Linked DNA regions of Mus musculus: all the other regions are linked to region 3. Evidence: chromatin contacts called from public Hi-C and HiChIP or PLAC-seq data. All regions are on one chromosome and are shown on one strand. The core of a region is the stretch at or near the end of the contact, and the rest is flanking DNA. Distances in the headings are between cores, read along the strand shown. Region 1 overlaps Igsf21 (immunoglobulin superfamily, member 21). Region 2 overlaps Padi2 (peptidyl arginine deiminase, type II). Region 3 overlaps Arhgef10l (Rho guanine nucleotide exchange factor (GEF) 10-like). Region 4 overlaps Igsf21 (immunoglobulin superfamily, member 21).

Region 1 (2,732 bases), core at 17-2,516, 430 kb before region 3:
TGACAGCTGAGGGATTTGAAAAAGAACCATTGGGTGGGTGAGATGGCTCAGCAGGTGGAGGCACTTGCCGCCAAAGCCTGACAAGTTAAGTTTAATTCCTGGATCATACATGGTAGAAGAAGACAATTGACTCCTGCCAGTTGTCCTTTGACCTACCTCCGCAGGCATGACAGTCTTTGGTCCCAGGAGGCCAAGTTCATTACCATGCCCCAGAGGAGACAAAGATCACCCACCACTGAGCTTCCCTGCCCTGCTCCTCCCTCTCCTGCCTCTTGTCAAAGCCCAGTGCACTATGGAGCCCTGGATGTTGAGCCCGGAGTCAAAGGCTTTCACATGCTCAAGACTGTGAGTGACCCTCCAGTCCTAGCCATCAGAAAGAGCATCGGCTTCTGGCTTCAGCTTCTGAGCAGAGAAACACTGGACTTTCAATTCTGCAAACCCTGGGAGGAAAGGCCATGTGAGGCCCTGCAGATATTGGGCAGAGCCAGCAGCCTCTCCCCACTGGGTCTTTCCAGGCACCAGGAGATCCTACCACCATGACTGACGTCACTGCCTTGCAGATGTGGCTAGCAGGGCCTGTGGAATTATGGGCAGGACCAGAATGGGCTGTGTAGAGTGAACTGTGAAATCAGGGCCAGGTCCCAGAGTCTTAGTCAGTAGAGGGAAGGAAGGAGAGGGAGCAGGCTATGGTAAGAAGGGGAGAGTGGAGGGTCAGGGAACCATCAGTGTGCAAACAGGGAAAGACAACTAAGCTATATTGTAACCATTTCTCCTTTTTAGTATAATAATAATAACAACAACAACAACTATATATTACAATATATTATATTACAATATATTTATTATAATATAGTTATACATATTTAACTTATATATAATAGAGTTATATATTATATTTTATTAAAATTACATTATTATATATTTGTTAATATTATCACATATGTGCACATGATGTGTGAGGGGTGACTGTGGAGCTCAGAGGACAACTCTGTAGAGTCACGTCTCTCTTTCTTCCTTGTGGGTTCCTAGGATCAGACTCAGGTCTCCAGGCTTTAGCAACAAGCGCTGGCTGAGCCATCCCACAGGCTGGAGATATCCTGACAGGTTAGGGCCTGGAAGGCACGGGAGCCCAGAGGAGAGGGAAGCCCACTTTCTGAGGGTGGAGAGCTCCCACAGGGGCCTTACTTAAGCTGCTTCCGCAGGAGGTGCAGGAGTGAGCCCGCTAACGCAATGGCTGTCCAGGCAGAGAGGGACTGAGAGCCACGGTCAAAAGCAGGAGTTATCAGCTAAGCTGCCTCTGTGAAAGGACCTCTGTTCAGAGCGCCTGGAACAGGAGAGAGGAGCCAAGGACAAAGCCGTGCCCTCCCCCCACAGGCACCGACCACCCTGGGTCAGATTTGGGTCCTGCTTATCCTCTGATCCTCCGGAAGCAAGTCCAATGGAGTGGCCAGACCCAGGGATGGGCAGCAGGGGTCTGTCAGCACGGGGCACTAGCTTTTGTTTTCCTGTAGCCACACCCTTGGGACAGAAGGAGGCCACCAGGTCTCCATTCCACCTGAGTGCCTGCCGAGATTACCGCTGGGGAGGGAGGGGGCTCGGGGTAGCAGCAAAGTCAGAGCTGGGGCACAGGCTGCCACAGGGTCCTGCTGTTTGCAGCTGTTGTAGAGCCAGCCCCAAGTGTCGGAGGCTTCCCAGCAGCGGCCGCCCGACGCGCACGCCTGGTCTCCACAGCCTCCCGCTAATGAAAGCGTTACTCCACAAAGCAGCAAGGTATGAGTTGTCACTGTTTCAATTATTTATCTGTTTACTCGGCTGCAGTTTTCCGCTTGTCTCAGCAACTCTATTATAGACCGCGAGCTTGCAGCCTCTCGCCGCTCAGCTGGGCTCCGCGCTAACAGCCTGCGACCAGGCGGCCTCATGCCCGGGCCTGGAGAAGTGGAATTAGCTCCCTGCGGCTCCGCGGGTGGAAGCAGGAGAGGGGGTGCTACCAGGGAGGATGGTCAGGGGTGGGGAGATGCTGAGAGTGGCTTCCCCAGGCATCTGTCCCCCGACTGGGAGGACCGGCCTCTCTGAACTCATCTGTGCCCAGGCTGAGTTAGACTCCATCTGGGCGGTTTAGAATACAGGCTTGGCGTAACCCAGCCAGGTCCTACAGAGCACCAACTGTGTGTCACATCTGTTACCTGTCCCATAGACTAGGAGTAACCAAGAATAAGAAGACCTCTGTGAGTATCGACACTTTCCCAGAAAGTGGGATACCTACAGCATGCTTCTAAGACTAATGTTTTAACCCAGTGTGTGCCCTGCAGTGGATCGAGGCCATGTGATGCAGGGTCTGGGGTGGGAAGGCCTGAGCGGCTTGGCCACTTGCAAATCAGAACAAATTTACAATCATAGCCCTCTTCCCAACCCTTCAAGGATGCTTTGGTCCCTCAGACACACCAAATTACTTTTCAACCGGGACCCTCAACTGGGAAACAATTTTGCTTATATATTTTATTATTTTATGAATAGGAGTGTTTTGCCCATCTGTCTGTCTGTGTGTCATGCGCATGCCCGTGGAAGCCAGAAGAGATCATTAGATCCCCTAGAACTGCAGTTAGAGATGGTTGTGAGCTGCCATGTGGGTGCTGGGAACAAAATCCAGGTCTCCTGCAAGAGTGGCAAGTGATCTTAACTGCTGAGCTGCCGCTTCCAGTCCCTGGGAGACAATTCTGACCTGCTTCTCTACC
Region 2 (2,700 bases), core at 144-2,643, 410 kb after region 3:
TTGCTGTGTAGTAGATCCAGAAGCGCAGCGGTGGGCTCAAGGAGCCTCGAACCCAGCAGGAGATGGGAAAGCAGTTGTACTTGTAGGCCCAGAGTTCTATCAGACAAGTGCTCGGAGCAGACACGCCCCTTAGAGCCACACCAAAGCTTCAGACTTGTTGCCTGAATAGCGGTGGCCTGAGCCCATCCCTCACACTGAAGCTTCGGCAGCTCACACAACCCTGAGGGACTGCTGTGGGTGTGACAGTCTGCTCGAGTCTTAAACGTTGCACCAGACATTAAACCCAGCGCCCAGGAGAAGTAGCTCCATTGGGAGAGCTCTTGTCTTGAAAGAAAGAAAACCTTGGATTTCGTTTTATGATGATCTAGGTTAAGCCAGGGGCAGGTGGATCTGTGAGTTCAAGGTCAGCCTGGTCTTCAGTTCCAGGGCAGCCAGAGCAACACACAGAGAAACCCTGTCTCAAACAAACAAAAAGGAAGAAAGGAAGAAAGGAAGGAAGGAAGGAAGGAAGGAAGGAAGGAAGGAAGGAAGGAAGGAAGGAAGGAAGAAAGGAAGAAAGGAAGAAAGGAAGAAAGAAAGAGAAAGAGAGATAGAGGAGAGAGAGAGAGAGAGAGAGAGAGAGAGAGAGAGAGAGAGAGAGAGAGAGAGAGAGAGAGAGAGAGAGAGAAAGCAGATCCAGTGCAAAGTAAATGCCCACTTGGCTCCTAAGCATGCAAGGTGTTAGATTTCTAAGTCAATTTGAAGAGTCAAGAGGCAGAAAACAGACCGGAGGCTGACCTCAACAGACTGGACTGTTTATTTAAAACAGGGAGGGGCAGACACAGCAAGAAAGGGGTGTCTGTGGAAGGGGGAGGGGTTCTTGGGGTTTATATAAAAGGGGAGGGGAGGGAAAAGTTAGGTGCAACTTAACTTGGGTTGCGTGCAAACCCCAAGTTTCTCTCTCCCGGAGTTGTTTGCCTAGACAGGGCGGGCTTTATCTTTAGAATCTGTCCTGACCTTGCTGTCAGGTTGTGGGTCACAGTGGGCCACTGAGTCAGGCAGCAGAAGTGAGGGAAGTGGGCAGGAGTCTCAACACAGGGCCTTGGTCAGGGCTGGGCAGAATTTGTTCAAAGTCCTATGGTTGTGTGGACTTCAGGCACAGGCTGATCAGAGCTCCAGCTGTGCTAGCTCTGTTGGTCGGTATGTGCAGGTACCCTCATGGCTGCGGGAGGTTCAAAGCCTTACATAAATACCCGCACAGCACCCTCGAATACAGAGCTCTTAGATGGCCTGCATCTCACTCTGCCTGGGGGGGGGGGTGTCAACCTGAACTGATGAACATGGTCAGGGAGTTTCCCAGTACCAGTTTGCTCAGTCATGAGTCACTATAAACCGCATCCCCCTCCGCCCCCCACCCCCCATCCCACTCTAGGCTTAATCACTGAGGTAGGAGGAAATGGTAAGAGACAACTAGTTAGCTCTCACCTGAAGGTCAGAGAAGTTGGTACAACCCAGCCACTCTCTGAAGCAGGACCCGCTGAAGCTGAGCCAACGCCTCACTGGGGCTGACCTCTGACTATCCCTCCATGATCCCTGCAAGAAACAAAGACACACACACACACACACACACACACACACACACACACACACACACACACACACTGTAGTAAGTAAGAGCTCTGGAGAAGCCTAGTATCAAAATCTTACAGCTTTGCAAAGCCCAGACGGCAGGTGCGGTAATTGACAGCGGAGGAGAGTTTAAGCACTAAGGCCCCACCCCTCCCTGCTGTCCTCCTTAGCTGAGTGAGCAGGAGAGCAAAATCCTCCAGGGTCACCTGGGCCTCTGCCACTTAAAGTTTGTCTGGTTTTCAGTGAAGACTGTGCAGAGTTCAGGCTCTGGCTTACGGCCTGTTTCCCGTGGTCAGGGCCATCTGTGGGTTGCAGGCGAGCTCACCTGCTGCAGTTTTCTACTGCAAAGTTTAAGTTGGAAGGGGTTGTAGCTAGACTGGCAAGCATTAGCAGGAGAGTTTTCTGTCCATTTGTAGCTGTGCCTCAAGTCACTTTTTGAAAATGGTCCATTAAGCCAGGCATAGTGACATATGCCTTTAGGCCTAGTACCTTTGAATCTCTGTGAGTTCAAGGCCAGCTTGGTCTATATAAAGTTTTAGGACAGCCAGAGCTACAAAGAGAGACTGTCTCAAAAAATGAGGAATGGATTGTCTTTTTTTTTTTTTTTTTTTCTTATCCCTGGGGGGAGATGCTGGAGAGGTGACAGGGATACCAGCTAAGCAGGTGTGTGTGTCCCCGGACTTCAACGCTTCCTCTTTCCCCCTCCCCCAGCGCTGTCTGGACTGGAACCGCGACATCCTTAAGAGGGAGCTAGCGCTGACTGAGAAGGACATTATTGACCTGCCCGCGCTCTTCAAGATGGATGAAAATCACCAGGCCAGGGCTTTCTTCCCTAACATGGTGAGATACTCCAGCCCCAACCCCTCATGCCACCCCCAGCAGGGTGCAAACAGCCCCAGAAGGGCCCAGCTGAGTTGCTGGGTAACCTCACCTCTGACCCTTGCCCTCTCTGAGCCTCTCCATTCCCTGCTAGGGGTGACATGCTTAGCCTTGCTTTCTTACTAGGTGTCTATCCCCTGGCCCATTACTCTAGACAGGAGAGTGCTTGGCAAAAACTATCACAGCTCAGAATCTGTGCCTGTGTTTCCCCAC
Region 3 (2,700 bases), core at 122-2,621:
TACAAGCGAACAGCACCAAGCTCTGCCTAGCGCCTGAGCTATCAATCATCAGATTAGAGGTGCCCAAGGAGGAGAACCTAACGGAGACGAGAAAACAACCCTGCACGTGGGGGCATGCCAGAGGAGCCTGCCTGTCTGGGGACCTTTCCAGGCTCCCCTCTGGCTCTGGCGCCATATCTGATCAATCAATAACCTAAACGAATCAACAATGGCAAATGTCACCAAAATACCATTTGGGAAGCCACCGAAGCTCATACCAGCCACTAAGGATGGAACATAGGATGTAGCAAGGTGGGGCCGATGAGCTTAGTGGGCCCGTGAAGCCAGGCCCTCATCCCAGCAGAGACAACACAGCTTTGCCTACAACTGGACGAGACAGGACCCAGGGGCCTCAACACCTCTGTTTAAAGGGCAGAGGTCACAGATGGGTGTGTCTCCACCCAGCAGTGACAGACGAGGCCTGGGTATGGGTACCTGAGTTTGCAAAGTGGCGGCATCTAGTACAGTGACCCTCGGCCCGCAGCTGGCCCATGCAGCATCTTCCAGGCTCAGCAGTGTTCGAATCGGCCCTGGGCCCACAGTTATGCACATGGGAGGGCTCTCCAGGTCCCAGGGAATGTCACCTATGGGAAAGAAGGGCACAGGTCAGTGGCTGGCCCCATACACCCTTCCCCATGGTCTTTCACCCTCACTTCACTGGGGTGCCTGACATTATCCGTCCCCCCCCTCCCCCCGCATTGCTCCGGGACCACCCTGCATGTCTCTTCTTCCCACTTGGTGCTGAGAACAGGCAGGGGCAGGTGTAGGCTCTGCCCTCTGGGGAACTGCACTGGGTAGAGACAACAACAGCCAATCGCTATGAGCTGATATGCCAAGCACTGAGGGAAAAAATTAGACGTGGAGGACAGACACAGGAGCTTCTGGGAGAGGCAACGTCCACGTTAGTACCTGCCAGGAGGCAAAGGATCGCAGAGTCCTGGGACTTGTGACCAGCATGGCCTTGATTCTAAGGACACGCCTGCCTAAGCTTCTCAGAGTCTTAGTGTCCCCATCTGGATGGGGAGGGACTTTGCCAAGACCACAACTCATCTGAAAAGCGTGACGATTTCCTTCAAACCCGAGACCTTTTCCCTCCACAGATGCTACCAGATACAGGGGGGCTGGAGGGGAGGGGAGAGGCCCTGAGAGCGTGCAGCCCCCATTGCTGATGCTAGAGACCAAGAGTCCCTCCCCCACCCCACCCCAACCACACCCAGCTCACTGAGAACCACTGCCTGGTAAACACAGCGGCTGGACAGGGCCTTCATCCCAAGTCGTGCCACGCCCCAGTGGCTGCTCTAGGTTGTCAGAGTGCTGGGCAGGAAGGAGGTTTAAGGGGAGCTGAGACCCAGAGAAAGGCCTGGAGGGCAGGGATAAGACGCCCTATGACTCAGCCTTCCTAATGCTGCACCTCTTTAATAAAGTTCCTCATGCTGAAATGACCTTCCCAGCCACAAAACCATCTTCCCTGCTACTCCATAACTGTAATTTTGTTACTGTTATGAGTCATATTGTAGATATGCAGGACATCTGGTATGTGACCCCTGCAAAAGGGTCATTTGACTCCCCAAAGGGGTGGTGACCCACAGTTGAGAAATGCTGCCTTAGAGCAATGGGCACAGTAACTGGGGCCAAGGAGAAAAGAGAGAATTAGCTGCTGGGTGCCCCGAACCCCCTCATCCTCCTGTAGGTCCCCAGGAGGAAAACAAAGCACTCGCCACAGGCATGCCCTCCTCTGTCCCGCTGCCGTGCCCGCTGCCGTGTGGCAAGTGTGAGAACGGCTGTCCCCAGAGATGTAGGAGACCAGGTTATACGGGGAAGCCACCAAACTCCTCGCCTTGTCCTCTGGCCACATGTGTTCAGCATGTCCTCCAACTCTAGGCTCCCCCTGAATGTTGCTTCTATAATCCCAGCCTAGCTAATAAATTAAAAACTGGGGGCCTGGAGAGATGGCTCAGTGGTTAAGAGCACTGACTGCTCTTCCAGAGGTCCTGAGTTCAATTCCCAGCAAACACAACCATCTGTAATGGGATCTGATGTCCTCTTCTGGTGTGTCTGAAGACAGCCTCAGTGTACTCACATACATAAAATAAATAATTCTTTAAAAAAAAAAAACTGAGCCAGGCGTGGTGGCGCATACCTTTAATCCCAGCACTCAGGAGGCAGAGGCAGGTGGATTTCTGAGTTCAAGGCCAGCATGGTCTACAGAGTGAGTTCCAGGACAGCCAGGCTACACAGAGAAACCCTGTCTTGAAAAACAAAAAAACAAAAAAACAAAAAAAACAAAAACTTGGGAACCCCCTCCGCAATACACAATACCACTCTTTCCAGCTCAGAATGTAAACATATACAGAGCAAGCTACCCAGGCCAGAGCAGTCTGTGGCTCTGAACTTCCATGTCCATTTGCACAGGGACTTGACCTCTTTGAGCCTCTGTTTCCTCGTCTCTAAAATGGGTATGACGACCATGCACACCCCGCCCCAGAATGCTGTAAGGAGCCAAGGGCGTGTATATGCTGACCCAACACAGCATGGGGCACCAGTAAAAAGTGCCACTGGTCAACACTGAGTCCCCTCCGAGTCTGTGCCTGTCGCTCTGCCCATGAACGAATTCTTTAACTCCCACAAGCCTGCACGGCAGATACTGTCATTAGCCCTGAC
Region 4 (2,719 bases), core at 173-2,672, 310 kb before region 3:
CCTTCCTCATGCATTCGTGTAAGGGAAGGGACAGTGAATTTACTCACACAAAGCATTTTATAGCGGTTTAAATGTCACGTGCTGAGGTTGCATATGCTACAAATTGTCTTTATTGAATGGAATAAAAGCATCTACTACTGCAACCATCTGTGAGATTCAAGAAAATACAGACCGAGCCAGGGTGGGGGCAAAGGCTCCTTCACTCAGTCCCATAGAGGCCACTGTCAGGATTCAGGCCACCAGGCAGCATACAGAGGACACACAATTAGTACTCCATGGTTGGCAGCCTGAACCCTGCCTTGTTCAAAGACTGGGGCTTCCTCTCCATGCCTCAGTCTCCCCATCTGGAGAAGCTTAGCCATCACACTGGGTACCCCCTACACGTGTTGTCAACGAAGAGGAAGCTGCCAGCTGTGGGACCATGCAGGACTTTGTGCTCCAAAGTGTCCCTGGCCCACCGCCAGGTCGCCAGTCTCCTCCTGCAGCTGTTTCCCAAAGACACCGGCCCTGGTCAAACTCCCTGTATCCGGCTCTGCTTTGAAGGGAAATCCCAAAGACTTGTGACCCTTTGAAGCGAGGGACAGCGTGTGTTCTCTGGCCCCGGCTACTTCTCAAGCCTGGTCGTCATGGAAGATGCAAAGCCCACACCCGCACAACGTTGCAGCTAGGAAGAAAGGCATCCTGCGTTCTGGGAGGGATAATGTTATAGCCACACAAGATATGGATCTTAAAGCTCACCGATGCTGCCGCCCATGTGTTAATCCCTGCCCTGGCAATCCTACAGTGTAGAATCCCTGATCCTTAGCCTCAGCCCTAGCCTGGGCAGGCACAGGTGCCTGAAGAAGGTGCGACCTCTACTCTTCACTTGCTATGTGGCCTTGAGTCGGTGTCTTAACCTCTCTGGGCCTCCATTTCCTCATTCATAAATGGGGAGATAGTAGGATCTGATGGAGGGTTTTTAGTACCGATTAAGGATATTAATATTCATAAGGCGCTTCAAAGCGTGCCCAGCGCACAGTTAGTAGTACATAAATATTTGTTAAATAAATATGTCTTGCTTACCTCCAAGGGTTGTGGTGGGGATCATCAGAAGATAAACATGTGAGAAGCTTGCGCTCCGTGGTAGAAATCCATACACACAGAGCGCAGCTGTGAGCTCAGTTAAGTCTTCATTTCCCTGAAGGTGGCTCCCCTCACTAGGCGTGGTGCTAGGGATGGTAAGAGCCACAGATGGAAAGCCAGGACTCGGGCACGAAGGATTGCCGGGACCCCTGGAGGTGGTTGCTGGGTGGCTGGATGGGCTTGGTGGTGTATAACAGCAAGGCTCGGCTGGAAAGGCGCTGGCCGGCCAGGCACCCAGCTTTGGGCCGGGAGAGGCGGCAGGTGTTTATCCAGAGGCTCTAGCTGGCCCTAATGTGTTTGCCCAAATGCTCACTCCCAGATAAGAGGCCTGGAGATGAGCTGATAAGCTGGGAGCAATTAACTCATCCCAGAGGGAGCCACGAACCCATCGCACAGAGGGGGCTGTCACAGTGGCCCACACACAGGGCTTTGAGGGTCACGGGTATTAGGATGGATAGATACCTAGACCTGGAGGGGCCTGGGTGATGGACTCAGTGGCTGGCAGAGAGTGACCAGGGTCATGTCTCCACAGCTGTGTGTAGACTCCCCAGAAATGGAAGTTGTGGGTAGGTTGAGATGATCTCAAGGAGGGGGGGCTGCCTTCTGCTCACTTATCTGTCTAGTCACTCATCTGCTGTTCCCTTACCCACTCTCCCATTCGTTAACTCACCCATCCGTTCACTTACTCACACACAGATACACACACATATGCTTACTCGCTCACCCACCCGCTCAGTCGCCCATTCATCTCTCACCCTTTCTCTCATCTGTCCACCTCAGCGCAGTGCTGTGCTCCCCAGCCACTCCAACACCTGCTCTCCCACTGGCAGAGGCCTCCTGGTTATGAGATTAGATCTCGCTTGGTCCTTGCCTGCCAAAGAGATACTCCCATCATGCCCTTTGTGCCCAGGATGCCAAGGCTCTGAGAGGAGGGAGACGCTGTGGGCATCAGGAACAGACCCAGTTGGTCTTCAGGGACCTGAATGGTCCTCAGGGACCCTGTTGTTGTGCCTGTGCTGTGGTCTAGCCTGGGCTGGTTTGGGGAAGGAGGGAGGGTACCCAGCTTGGAGGTATGTCACTATTAGCTAAGGTGAGAGTCACATTTTTGGTTCCCATTCGGTGCTATAGTGGCCAGGTAGAGGGGAAGGTCACAGGTCGAGATGGGGGACAGAAGGATTTGTAGTCGCAGAAGCTGTTGACCCAGGACAAGCACCTATAATCCAAAACCCTGAAATTCAAGATTCTCCAAGGTGAAAAAAATGTGTCAGGACATCTGTGGAAAATTCCACGCTGGGGAACTTTGTTTTGTACCTGGAAACATTTTGATCTTGTCTGAACTTCTCTGTGGGGAAGTTACTTCCAAGTTACTGTTTGGAGTCCAGCCCCATCTCCAGAGAAGCTTGCTAGGCACATGCAAGTCCAAGGTCCAAATTCTGAAAACAATTTCACCAGGCCATTTCTGCGGGCGTTCAGCCCACACGGCAGCCAACACCCCATCTGTTCCCGTGTGATCTCACAACGGGCTGTTAAATGCAGACACTGTGGGCTCAGAGAGGTGGAGCAATTCGCTCAAGGCCACACAGCAAACGTGCATGAG

What was found. Hi-C and Micro-C count contacts between places; a contact is called where the count stands out from the background. HiChIP or PLAC-seq counts read pairs in DNA pulled down with a chosen protein or histone mark.
Region 1: a contact with region 3 is called in a Hi-C map of the N1E-115 cell line, with 3 times the contacts expected there. The contact joins two enhancer-like sites. A contact is called at or near these places in 26 of 484 Hi-C or Micro-C datasets (B cells, the N1E-115 cell line, brain and 14 more), 13 of 115 datasets of contacts at active chromatin or transcription factors (embryonic basal ganglia, embryonic forebrain, embryonic hindbrain and 3 more) and 1 of 9 other capture datasets (embryonic stem cells).
Region 2: an HNF4G HiChIP or PLAC-seq map of pancreatic cancer cells shows a contact between it and region 3. The contact joins two enhancer-like sites.
Region 4: a Hi-C map of the N1E-115 cell line shows a contact between it and region 3, with 3 times the contacts expected there. The contact joins two enhancer-like sites. A contact is called at or near these places in 3 of 484 Hi-C or Micro-C datasets (the CH12 cell line, the N1E-115 cell line and ganglionic eminence), 2 of 115 datasets of contacts at active chromatin or transcription factors (embryonic basal ganglia and embryonic stem cells) and 1 of 9 other capture datasets (embryonic stem cells).

Annotation. Positions count from the first base shown.
Region 1 is chr4:140,107,620-140,110,351 of GRCm38.p6, forward strand. All of the region lies in intron 2 of Igsf21 (immunoglobulin superfamily, member 21), which reads right to left. Among named protein-coding and RNA genes, the nearest start is that of Gm13029, 34 kb to the right of the region's middle. Within about 2 kb of position 1,267, at least 33 of the 459 cell types and tissues checked have an H3K27ac peak or open chromatin away from gene starts, as enhancers often do. A contact at or near this core is called in the N1E-115 cell line and rod photoreceptor, where this site is marked.
Region 2 is chr4:140,946,893-140,949,592 of GRCm38.p6, forward strand. It overlaps Padi2 (peptidyl arginine deiminase, type II), which reads left to right. Exons shown (of 16, transcript NM_008812.2): 15 at 2,320-2,448. It overlaps Gm13031 (predicted gene 13031), which reads right to left. Exons shown (of 4, transcript NR_045911.1): 3 at 1,465-1,572; 4 at 774-1,201. Among named protein-coding and RNA genes, the nearest start is that of Gm13031, 9.7 kb to the right of the region's middle. Within about 2 kb of position 1,394, at least 70 of the 459 cell types and tissues checked have an H3K27ac peak or open chromatin away from gene starts, as enhancers often do. A contact at or near this core is called in pancreatic cancer cells, where this site is marked.
Region 3 is chr4:140,536,295-140,538,994 of GRCm38.p6, forward strand. Arhgef10l (Rho guanine nucleotide exchange factor (GEF) 10-like) reads right to left here. Exons shown (of 29, transcript NM_001290803.1): 26 at 475-623. Among named protein-coding and RNA genes, the nearest start is that of Gm42335, 67 kb to the right of the region's middle. Within about 2 kb of position 1,372, at least 48 of the 459 cell types and tissues checked have an H3K27ac peak or open chromatin away from gene starts, as enhancers often do. A contact at or near this core is called in the N1E-115 cell line, pancreatic cancer cells and rod photoreceptor, where this site is marked.
Region 4 is chr4:140,222,804-140,225,522 of GRCm38.p6, forward strand. The region is part of intron 1 of Igsf21 (immunoglobulin superfamily, member 21); the gene reads right to left. Among named protein-coding and RNA genes, the nearest start is that of Gm33542, 5.5 kb to the left of the region's middle. Within about 2 kb of position 1,423, at least 13 of the 459 cell types and tissues checked have an H3K27ac peak or open chromatin away from gene starts, as enhancers often do. A contact at or near this core is called in the N1E-115 cell line, where this site is marked.